2 separate regions of the Mus musculus genome follow, and region 2 is linked to region 1. Evidence: chromatin contacts called from public Hi-C data. All regions are on one chromosome and are shown on one strand. The core of a region is the stretch at or near the end of the contact, and the rest is flanking DNA. Distances in the headings are between cores, read along the strand shown. Region 1 overlaps Ak5 (adenylate kinase 5). Region 2 holds the start of Pigk (phosphatidylinositol glycan anchor biosynthesis, class K).

Region 1 (6,053 bases), core at 206-2,705:
GAGTCCTTATTCTTTGGCAGTCAAATGACCTCTTGGAACCACAGGGCCTGGCTTCTAAAAATGGGTCACAATATTGCTGAGCTGAGCTCCTCAGGTTTGGTGACGACGGACTGACCGAGTGCTTAGTCTGGCGTTTGCTACTGGGAAAGCGCTTGAGTAAAGTGATGATCATCAGGAGTGAAGCCTAGGAGCTCAAGCCTGAGGTTTGCCCGTTACTGCGTTTCCTCCACATTTTAGGGCTAGAGACGACAACGCAGTTATCAGCTCCTTCCACCATCCCGGCCGTGCCGAGGAGGATGCCAAAGGGGGTCTGCATTGGAGTGGCCCTCACGTGTCAGCTGGCTCATTCGGTGTTGACCTTCTCAATGGTTGGGAAGCCTCTCCTCTGTGGCTCAGTGTGAACAGTCATGAGGCTGTCATTAAGGGTTATCAGTTCCCTGGAACCCCGCAAGCTGTTGGCCTGCTACTGAAGCTTGCAGAAGAAAGCCCCGTTTTCCCACAAGGAATGATCAGACATGCTTTAGATTCCGTTGGCTTTTAAGACAGGCCTGTATGAAAGGCACGCTTTGAGCAGTGACCCAGATCTGGAACTAATTTAGGTTCATGTCTCCTACAAGTTATCTTCTGAGACATGCCCTTGCGAGGGAAGTGCCGGAGGTATAGTGCGCCCTTTGCTGCTCTCCTTGACATTCCTTTTGTTGTCAAAAGTCTACACGGAGACCCTGCTTCTTCTTTAAAGATAGGACACAGGTAAAATAGTTAGACCCTCGGTTGTGGAGTTAAGGAAACCAGAAAGTAAAAATAAACAAAAACAAAACCAAAAATGTATGACTTAGAGCATGCTCCTCTGTTCTTCCTCTGCCCCCATGAGGGTAAACCCGGATCACGAGACACAGAAGTCACTGATGGTGACAAGCAGTGGCTCTCTAATCTGTGGAGTATCATCTCTTGGGGTCTCTGGGAGTCCTCTTCAGTGACCTAAATCCATAGGGCTGTAAAACCACTGTCAGCTGCTGCCAGCAGAGCAAGGAAGCCACATGTCCAAAGGCTCTTCTCTTCTGAGGCCTGCAATCATGACCATGATTATGGTGTTCTGTAAGCCATGGAGGGCAAGTCTCCACGGGAGTGCTGAAGATGCCAACTACAGCCATTCTCAGGGCGCATGCCTCTGTGAGGTGGGCAGCTGACTACCAAGGCTGATCCAAAGCCAGGGCTCTCTGACACATCGCACTTCCTTCCTGGTCGACCTCAGGGTCTTGTCATGCAAGTTCATGCCAGGCCACTGAGGTCAAAGGGCATCTGAAATATTTAGATCACGAGACTGTGGAATGCTGTGAGAGGGATGAGGGGATTAAAGAGAAAACTCAGTAGAGTCTTCACAGAGAAGTCCATAAGCTCCCTCCCTGGGCCTGCCGTGGTGCAGTTTTGTTCTGATTGATTTCCTGAGGCCATGAAGGATGTCTACCTCATAAAGAATGCCTGGAATCTTAGCCCGCCCAAACCCAAACACTGCTTATGGACTGTGCTCTGTTTATTCAAATCCACAGCCTTTAGCACAGCTTCCCCCAGCCTAGAGATATTAACCCCCACCCCCACCCCCCAGTTCTATCGACTCCAGATCTCTGCAGTTCCCGGGTGTTCACTGGAGAGCTTCCCACTTCCACTTGCCCACTGCCGACCTCTGCTGACACAGTGGGTTCTCCAGCTTCCTCACAGCGCTGACCTGGTTTGAACATAGACCAGGGCTCTCCTTCAAATTCTGAGAAACTGCTTCCTGCAAGCCCAGAGACCACAGGCATCCCTGTTCCCCCGCCCTCCGGAAGCCTTTGTGCTCACTGGTTTATGCTGGTTTCCTACATTTTACAGGTCATACAATTCTGCTTTTGTAGAAGCTCTGAAGCATATAATTCTATCAGTTTTGCTTCAGACAGTTTTCTTTCTGAATCATTTAAAGAAGAAAAAAAATGGGCCTGTGAGAAGGTCCAGCCGGGTAAAACTGCTTGCTATACCAGCGATGTGAGTTCAACCCCCAGAATTCAGGCTGCAAGGAGAGCATAGATTTCCGAAAGTTGTCCTCTGACCTCCGTACATGGATGTAGCACATGAAGGACCATGCTCACACACACACACACACACACACACACACACACACACACACACTAATGATGATCATGATAATAAAACAATAAAAAATAATTATCCTTAATCCTCTTCCACTGCATTCCGCATTCTCTTATTTCTTTAAATTTCTGTTTAACTCCATCCCTCTTACCTGAAGAAGTTCTTGTGACATTTACTGTATGTGGGTCTGCTGGCTCCAAAGCTCTTGGCTTTAATTCATCTGTGAGGACTTAACCTCTTCACTTCTGAAATACATTTTTACTGAGTACAGAATTCCTGGATGTCTTTTAAAAAATGTATTCCCTACCCTTCTCTCATGTGTACGGCTTCGGCAGGTAGTGTCCAGGTCACTTATTTTCCTCCTCTTGATACAATGTATCTATTTTTTCTCTTTGCCTCTTGTTTATACTATTTAAATTAAGACATGCTCAGAGCCCTTCCGCTCCACTCGAGCCCCAGGGTACCTTGCCAGCGGACTCGCCCGACACCCGCAAGGGCCCACACAGGATTCCCCACGGGATCCTAAGACCTCTGGTGAGTGGAACACAGCACCTGCCCCAATCCAATCGCACAGAACCTGAGATTGTGGGAAATAGGGAAGCAGACTACCCGGGCCTGACCTGGGGCACAAGCCCCTTCCGCTCCACTCGAGCCCCAGGGTACCTTGCCAGCGGAGTCGCCTGACACCCGCAAGGGCCCACACAGGATTCTACACGGGATCCTAAGACCTCTAGCGAGTGGAACACAACTTCTGCCAGGAGGCCGGTTCGAACACCAAATATCTGGGTACCTTCCCTGCAAGAAGAGAGCTTGCCTGCAGAGAATACTCTGCCCACTGAAACTAAGGAGAGAGCTACCCTCCCAGGTCTGCTTATAGAGGCTAACAGAGTCACCTGAAGAACAAGCTCTTAACAGAGACAACTATAACAGCTAGCTTCAGAGATTACCAGATGGCGAAAGGCGAACATAAGAATCCTACTAACAGAAATCAAGACCACTCACCATCGTCAGAATGCAGCACTCCCACCCCACCTAGTCCTGGGCACCCCAACACAACCGAAAATCTAGACACAGATTTGAAAACATTTCTCATGATGATGATAGAGGACATCAAGAAGGACTTTCATAAGTCACTTAAAGAATTACAGGAGAGCACTGCTAAAGAGTTACAGGCCCTTAAAGAAAAGCAGGAAAACACAACCAAACAAGTAGAAGTCCTTAAAGAAAAACAGGAAAACACATCCAAACAGGTGATGGAAATGAACAAAACCATACTAGAACTAAAAGGGGAAGTAGACACAATAAAGAAAACCCAAAGCGAGGCAACGCTGGAGATAGAAACCCTAGGAAAGAGATCTGGAACCATAGATGCGAGCATCAGCAACAGAATACAAGAAATGGAAGAGACAATCTCAGGTGCAGAAGATTCCATAGAGAACATCGACACAACAGTCAAAGAAAATACAAAATGCAAAAGGATCCTAACTCAAAACATCCAGGAAATCCAGGACACAATGAGAAGACCAAACCTACGGATAATAGGAATTGATGAGAATGAAGATTTTCAACTTAAAGGGCCAGCTAATATCTTCAACAAAATAATAGAAGAAAACTTCCCAAACATAAAGAAAGAAATGCCCATGATCATACAAGAAGCCTACAGAACTCCAAATAGACTGGACCAGAAAAGAAATTCCTCCCGACACATAATACTCAGAACAACAAATGCACTAAATAAAGATAGATTATTAAAAGCAGTAAGGGAGAAAGGTCAAGTAACATATAAAGGAAGGCCTATCAGAATTACACCAGACTTTTCACCAGAGACTATGAAAGCCAGAAGAGCCTGGACAGATGTTATACAGACACTAAGAGAACACAAATGCCAGCCCAGGCTACTATACCCGGCCAAACTCTCAATTACCATAGATGGAGAAACCAAAGTATTCCACGACAAAACCAAATTCACACAATATCTTTCCACGAATCAAGCCCTTCAAAGGATAATAACAGAAAAGAAGCAATACAAGGACGGAAATCATGCCCTAGAACAAGCAAGAAAGTAATCCTTCAACAAACCAAAATGAAGACAGCCACAAGAACAGAATGCCAACCCTAACAACAAAAATAAAAAGAAGCAACAATTACTTTTCCTTAATATCTCTTAATATCAATGGACTCAATTCCCCAATAAAAAGACATAGACTAACAGACTGGCTACACAAACAGGACCCAACATTCTGCTGCTTACAGGAAACCCATCTCAGGGAAAAAGACAGACACTACCTCAGAGTGAAAGGCTGGAAAACAATTTTCCAAGCAAATGGTCTGAAGAAACAAGCTGGAGTAGCCATTCTAATATCGGATAAAATCGACTTCCAACCCAAAGTTATTAAAAAAGACAAGGAGGGACACTTCATACTCATCAAAGGTAAAATCCTCTAAGAGGAACTCTCAATTCTGAATATCTACGCTCTAAATGCAAGGGCAGCCACATTCATTAAAGACACTTTAGTAAAGCTCAAAGCACACATTGCACCTCACACAATAATAGTGGGAGACTTCAACACACCACTTTCATCAATGGACAGATAGTGGAAACAGAAACTAAACAGGGACACAGTGAAACTAACAGAAGTTATGAAACAAATGGACCTGACAGATATCTATAGAACATTTTATCCTAAAACAAAAGGATATACCTTCTTCTCAGCACCTCACGGGACCTTCTCCAAAATTGACCATATAATTGGTCACAAAACAGGCCTCAACAGATACAAAAATATTGAAATTGTCCCATGTATCCTATCAGACCACCATGGCCTAAGACTGATCCTCAATAACAACATAAATAATGGAAAGTCAACATTCACGTGGAAACTGAACAACACTCTTCTCAATGATACCTTGGTCAAGGAAGGAATAAAGAAAGAAATTAAAGACTTTTTAGAGTTTAATGAAAATGAAGCCACAACGTACCCAAACCTATGGGACACAATGAAAGCATTTCTAAGAGGGAAACTCATAGCTCTGAGTGCCTCCAAGAAGAAACGGGAGAGAACACATACTAGCAGCTTGACAACACATCTAAAAGCTCTAGAAAAAAAGGAAGCAAATTCACCCAAGAGGAGTAGACGGCAGGAAATAATCAAACTCAGGGGTGAAATCAACCAAGTGGAAACAAGAAGAACTATTCAAAGAATTAACCAAACGAGGAGTTGGTTCTTTAAGAAAATCAACAAGATAGATAAACCCTTAGCTAGACTCACTAGAGGGCACAGGGACAAAATCCTAATTAACAAAATCAGAAATGAAAAGGGAGACATAACAACAGATCCTGAAGAAATCCAAAACACCATCAGATCCTTCTACAAAAGGCTATACTCAACAAAACTGGAAAACCTGGACGAAATGGACAAATTTCTGGACAGATACCAGGTACCAAAGTTGAATCAAGATCAAGTTGACCATCTAAACAGTCCCATATCCCCTAAAGAAATAGAAGCAGTTATTAATAGTCTCCCAGCCAAAAAAAAGCCCAGGACCAGACGGGTTTAGTGCAGAGTTCTATCAGACCTTCAAAGAAGATCTAATTCCAGTTCTGCACAAACTATTTCACAAAATAGAAGTAGAAGGTACTCTACCCAACTCATTTTATGAAGCCACTATTACTCTGATACCTAAACCACAGAAAGACCCAACAAAGATAGAGAACTTCAGACCAATTTCTCTTATGAATATCGATGCAAAAATCCTCAATAAAATTCTCGCTAACCGAATCCAAGAACACATTAAAGCAATCATCCATCCTGACCAAGTAGGTTTTATTCCAGGGATGCAGGGATGGTTTAATATACGAAAATCCATCAATGTAATCCATTATATAAACAAACTCAAAGACAAAAACCACATGATCATCTCGTTAGATGCAG
Region 2 (6,073 bases), core at 3,506-6,005, 140 kb after region 1:
TATCTGCATGGAGCCATTGTCCTGCTTGCTATGACGTCCTTACGGTAAATTTCTACAAAGAATACTCATTCCTCTGTCTCTTCTCCCCAGGATCCTCCTATGGCTGGATAGTCACTTTGCACTGCTGTTATAAAAACACTATTACCAAGGCGACTTATAGAAAGAAGATGGCTTAAGTTTCCCGGGGAAAGTCTGTAACATCAGAAAGGCATGGCTGTAGTCATCTAGAACCACACACAAACTCAGAGAGAAACTACATGTCGGGCAAGGTCATAAGCTGTCAAAGCTCTCCCCACCAAGGGACGTGCTTCCTCCAGCAATGCTGAACCTCCCCAGACACCACCACCAACTGGAGATCAAGTGTTCAAATATCTGAGCTTTGCGGGGACATTTCTCATTTGAAACCCCCTCCCCAGAAGAGTCATTCAGGATGCCTTACAGTTTACAGGACATGCTGTAATCAAAGTAACTATTAAATGTTCCCAAGATTTCTGAGACTTGCAAAGGACATTTAATAAATAAAAAAATGTACAGTGAAATAAAAAAACAATTAAGAAAAACACATTGCATTTGTAGGGATCTCTCAGTTCAAGAAGAACTGAATCTCCCGTCAGTCAGCTTCGTGTGAAGATAACTAGAGGCTTCTGGGTTGACATGAGAGGATTTTAACAACCTTCCGATTGCTAAAGAGTTTGACATGACTTTATGTCCAGGTCATGATGGCATTTTAATAGCAGCACAAGGTTTTCAAACAGGAGACACTGAAGGGCAGTTGCTCTCCTTTGGCACTAGAGGCCAGTCTGCAGCTAATTAGCAGGTCATAGGTGGAAGTGGACTGTGGCAGAACAACAAAACATTGTTGTTATCAGTTCACTGAACAGATGGAAGAAAGGCATTTCAAGTCAAGCCAAATGGAGCTGAAGGTGACACAGTATCAAAATTAGACTGAAACTGGTGCAGATGCACTGGAACCCAGGTCTGCTTTAATTATCCTTTTCTGTTCGCATCTTATTCTATTCATACAATTTCCCTTTAGTAAATTTAACCCTGCTCAAAGAAATATGTTAGCTGTTAGATATGACATGATTTAGCCAAATACTTTGGACTTTGGTTGTCATAGCAAATAAATTTTCCTGTGGCAATTAAACTATAGGGTGCAAAGCACATTGGAGGAATCTCAGAGATTGTGATTGGCCCAGATTAAACTCATCTTTTCCACACACATTATTTTCTAACATTTATGTGGTAGTCACAAAAGTATTTTTAATAGATGTATGTGCATTTGTCTTCCAAGTTGCTTCAGGTAAACATTTACCCCAGACTTTACCCACTCTACTTCATGTGGTCTCTGTGCTTGAAAGAATGGTAGTATGATGTATTCATTGGGATAGAGTAGATATCCAAAAGGTCTTTTGAATAGCTGGTCTTCTCTTGATCCAAGCTTAGTCCCCGGAACCTACATAAAAAAGCCAAGTGTGGTGGCATGCTTGCAGTCTCAATGTGTGGGTTACAGGCTGCTGGGGCTCACCAGTCAGCCTCCCTAAATCATTGAGCTTCAAGCCAATGAGAGACCCTGTCTCACAAAACAAGGAGGCTCCTGAGGAATGACACCGAGGTTGTCCTCTGGTCTCCATACACAAATGCATACATGTGCACATGTACTTCTTGCACACACACACATACAATTGCATACATACAAATGAATGTACTCAGGTGTGCTTTTCTAGAAGTGATCTGTCTCTTCTTCCAAGATATAAGTCATCACTATGTTCTTTTGGTTGCTACTTACTTCAAAGCCCCTCTTGCTTTTTGTCATTTTTCCTAAACTCTTTTTTTTTCTTTTTTTTTTTTTTATCAGATATTTTCTTTATTTACATTTCAAATGTTATCCCGAAAGTTCCCTATACCCTCCCCTGCCCTGCTCCCCTACCCACCTACTCCCACTTCTTGGCCCTGGCATTCCCCTGTACTGGGGCATATAAAGTTTGTAATACCAAGGGGCCTCTCTTCCCAATGATGGCTGACTAGTCCATCTTCTGTTACATATGCAGCTAGAGACAGAGCTGGGGGCGGGGGGTACTGGTTAGTTCATATTGTTGTTTCACCTATAGGGTTGCAGACCCCTTCAGCTCCTTGGGTGCTCTCTCTAGCTTCTCCATTGGGGCACCTGTGTTCCATCCTATAGATGACTGTGAGCATCCACTTCTGTATTTGCCAGGCACTGGCATAGCCTCATATGAGACAGCTATATCAGGGTCCCTTCAGCAAAATCTTTCTGGCATATGCAATAGTGTCTGGGTTTGGTGGCTGATTATGGGATGGATCCCCGGGTGGGGTAGTCTCTGGATGGTCCATCCTTTTGTCTTAGCTCCAAACTTTGTCTCTGTAACTCCCTTCATGGGTATTTTGTTCCCTGTTCTAAGGAGGAATGAAGTATCCATACGTTTTTCCTAAACTCTTAACACTGCTCTAAGCCACGGTTGACTGTCGTAGCAGTTTTCCAAATGCTCTCTATTCAGCACATTCTCCTGAATGGGACTGGTATGATCACCCCACTCTGAAGCTTTTCAGGCCCGTAGGATACACATCAAAACTCATCCCTGAACCCTCAAAGCCCCAAGGACAGGGGACATCTACTTACCAAGATAGCCTCCTTCATAACAGCCTGTATTGTGTTCTCTGAACTGCAAGTCCAATGTAACCCTCACCATTCCTCTGTTAATCTAAACTTCTTTCTGCTCTGGAGTGTGCACACAGGTTGCTGTGTTTGTCCTGACAGCTTTTCTGTTTGTCCTCAGCTTCACTGTGACTTTCTCTTCTCCTTGGAGGCTGTTCGCCACTGGCCCTCGTGGAAAAAGGGAGCAGAAGTGGGGGACCAGGGTTCAGAAAGCTAAGAATACCAATGCATTGACTTCTGGGATCAACTTCAGTGAGACAGTTCAACTTTATACGGGGCTGTATAGATCTTGGGGAGTGTGTGGGGACTTACAAGGTGGGTAAATGTTATTGGTGGGGGGGTAAGCCTGGGAATGCTTCATTTACATGAATTTCAAGAAGAACCTGCTGAGCAGGTTTCTCCTCAGAGATTTTGGAGGGTTACTGTGGATCCATCTCATATACAGTCACCAAACCCAGACACTACTGTGGATGCCAAGAAGTGCTTGTTGACAGGAGCCTGATATAACTGTCTCCTGAGAGGCACTGCCAGAGCCTGACAAATACAGAGGTGGGTGTTTGCAGCCAACCATTGGACTCATCATGGGGACCCCAATGGAGGAGTTAGAGAAAGGACTGAAGGAGCTGAAGGGGTTTGCAACCTGTAGGAAGAACAACAATATCAACCAACCAGACCCCCCAAAGCTCCCAGGGACTAAACCACCAATCAAAGAGTGCACATGGAGCGACCCATGGCTCCAGCTGCATATGCAGCAGAGGATAATTTTGTTGGGCATCAGTGGGAGACGAGGCCCTTGGTCCTGTGAAGGCTAGATGACTCAGTGTAGGGAAATGCTGTCAGTGTAGGTCAGTCTGTTGTAGTAGAAGCAGTGGGAGGGGTGATGGGATAGAGGGTTTCCAGAGGGGAAACATGGAAAGAGGATAACATTAAAAATGTAAATAAAATATCCAATTAAAAAAAAAGGGCTTTTGTGGGGAGTGAAGAGATAGCTCAGTGGTTAAGAGTACTGGCTGCTCTTGCAAAGGTCCTGGGTTTAGTTTTCAGAACCCACGTGGTGATTTAACAACCATCTCTGGTTCCAGAGGATCTGATGTCCACTTCTGACCTCTGCAGGCAATGCACACACATTGTGCTTAGGCATATATGTAGGAAAAATATCCATACACGTTACATAAAATCCAAAAACTAAAGTTGTTTTGTGTGTGTGTGTGTGTGAAACAAAAAGGACACAAAACACTTTCAAGCAAAACTGGCCATGGTAGCACGTGCTTTTAATGTCAGCACGTGGGAGACAGTGGTAGGCAGGTCTCTCTGTGAGTTCAAGGTAGCTTTAGGTCAGGCAGGGCTTCATAATGAGACCTTGTCTCAAAAAAAATTAAAAGAAATATTCAAAGAATAATTAAAATGGATGAGTAATAGTGTTACAACAAAAATTTTTTTCAAAATTAGAAAACAGAATGACCAGAAATACTGTATATTTTTTCCCTTCTGTATGGTGTCTGTGTGTACGTGTGTGTACGTGTGTGTACGTGTGTGTGTGTGTGTGTGTGTGTGTTTACAGGCCCACTTATGGAAGCCAGAAGCAGGTGTTGGGTGCCACCTCTTTCTGACTTGATCTCTTGAAGCAACATCCTTCACTGAACCCATTTTTTTTCCCCTGTAGGTTGGCAGTCATTAAACCCCAGTGATCATATTTCCATTTTGTCGTCCTTTAAGATTTAGAAATCTTGGACCACATAGCCAACTAACTGATAGCACCACACCAAAGGGAAACATCAAATATTGTGGATCCCCAAATTATCTTTTTAAAATTTCCTCCTTAAATATTGTGTCTATTTTACAAAACAAACCTAGAAACATAGCTGAGTAAGTAATTCTCCAATTAGGTTGCCCCGGCCACTCCAGAACCTGAATGGAGGAAGGTGTATGCGGTGGCAAACAAAACAAAACAACAAAATGAAGCAACAAAACAAAACAAAAACTAAAACAACTCAAGGCCACTACCATGGGAAGAACAAACCAAACCACACCCCCCCGTGCACGGCAGCGGCAGCGCTGCTTTACGGCACTCGCCCCGCCCCTTTGCTCTTCGGGGCGTGAGAAGCCGGCAAACATGGCGGCCCCCTGCTTCCTCACTCTGCGGGTGGCTACCCTGGCCGCCTTGGCGCTCTTGTCTCTCGGCAGCTCTGCCGCTGGACACATCGAGGTAGGCATCGGTGTCTGTTGAGGACCGACCCCAGGGAGGACCGTGTGACTGTGAGCGCCTCAGGTGCAGGACGCACGGCCCCTGAGGGCAGCCGCCTGCAGCGTCTTCCCTCCCCGGGCTGTGTTGTGGGATTCAGGACCGTCCGTCCTGAGGACAGGGACCGGACACAGCCTTTTAGAACGCCCTGTTAAGAGTGCGAAGCCAGCGGTGACGAGGGAGGAGGACCCGGTCCTCTGCTCCTGTGACAGGCAGGGCACGCGTGGGGACTGTCATGGCTTTGGTGTTTTGCTCCTCCGCCCTGACCTCCTCCTCCCTGAGGCTGCAGGACGTCTGGTTTCTTTACGATGCTGTTACCAGCGATTTCCCCAGCGACGCGACTTGGATTTCTAGCATTATTTTTTAGACCTGCTTGCCCGGGCGTCAGCACACACTGTAAAAACACCTCGTCCAAGTTTATCACCGAGGCTGCCCTAGTCTCCTAACTCAGCAGGGGCAGTTCTGGTTTAGTCTGTTCTCTGAGCTGAGGACGGAGTAACTTTTCAAATGCTGACCTGATCATGTCACTCAGGACCCCTTCTTGAAATCTCTTACACCTTCTTTAAATGTCTAGCTTTGTTAAGCTTTCAGTTTCACAAACCACTGGGACCCTTTTGCCATTGGCCCAATTTTTTTTTTTTTGGTCTGGAATTGTCTTTTCATCTTTTGGGTATTCGCCCAAAATGTCACTTCTGTAGGGAAACCTTCCCTTACAAAGTCATGTTCCCCTGTTACAATTACAGACCACATTTGGTGTCTTTATATATTGTGTGGTGAGTTCTTTGCTAACGTGTGTCTATTTAACTGGACAGTAATCTCTGATGAAGGCACGCACTGTGATCTGCTGTCATCCCCGACAGGATAGATGTCTAAGCATACAGTGAATCCGTAATTGTACATTGTAGTGCAGTGCATTTACATGTCCACCTGTATTAAACTCTGATGTGCTTGAGAGAAGATTGCATGCCTTTTGGTGATTTTCCTATCACCGTATTCCGTGGTGCTTGGCACGTAGAAGGTGCTCCGTTAACTAAATGTTGACTGATTAACGTTACATTGCTGCTACAGAGTTCTCAGTAAAGTTTCAATGGAGCAACAAGTTTGAGCCTAGAAAGGACGCTAGAGATTATTTAGGTCAAATCTCATTTTCTTTT

The links. Hi-C and Micro-C count contacts between places; a contact is called where the count stands out from the background.
Region 2: a Hi-C map of pancreatic cancer cells shows a contact between it and region 1, with 2.8 times the contacts expected there. The contact joins the promoter of Pigk here to the enhancer-like site in region 1. A contact is called at or near these places in 6 of 39 promoter capture datasets (the 3T3-L1 cell line, 3T3-L1-derived adipocytes, the C10 cell line and 2 more), 1 of 15 datasets of contacts at CTCF or cohesin (the NIH/3T3 cell line), 11 of 484 Hi-C or Micro-C datasets (the AML12 cell line, the HL-1 cell line, adipose-derived mesenchymal stem cells and 6 more), 2 of 115 datasets of contacts at active chromatin or transcription factors (the NIH/3T3 cell line and embryonic stem cells) and 2 of 9 other capture datasets (adipose tissue and pancreatic islet).

Annotation. Positions count from the first base shown.
Region 1 is chr3:152,567,671-152,573,723 of GRCm38.p6, forward strand. The region is part of intron 6 of Ak5 (adenylate kinase 5); the gene reads right to left. Among named protein-coding and RNA genes, the nearest start is that of 3110067G11Rik, 81 kb to the left of the region's middle. Within about 2 kb of position 1,456, at least 87 of the 459 cell types and tissues checked have an H3K27ac peak or open chromatin away from gene starts, as enhancers often do. A contact at or near this core is called in the AML12 cell line, the HL-1 cell line, the NIH/3T3 cell line and 5 more, where this site is marked.
Region 2 is chr3:152,709,345-152,715,417 of GRCm38.p6, forward strand. It overlaps Pigk (phosphatidylinositol glycan anchor biosynthesis, class K), which reads left to right and starts at 4,756. Exons shown (of 11, transcript NM_025662.5): 1 at 4,756-4,883. The coding sequence starts at 4,791. It overlaps Gm32085 (a long non-coding RNA gene), which reads left to right. Exons shown (of 6, transcript XR_867773.2): 6 at 91-564.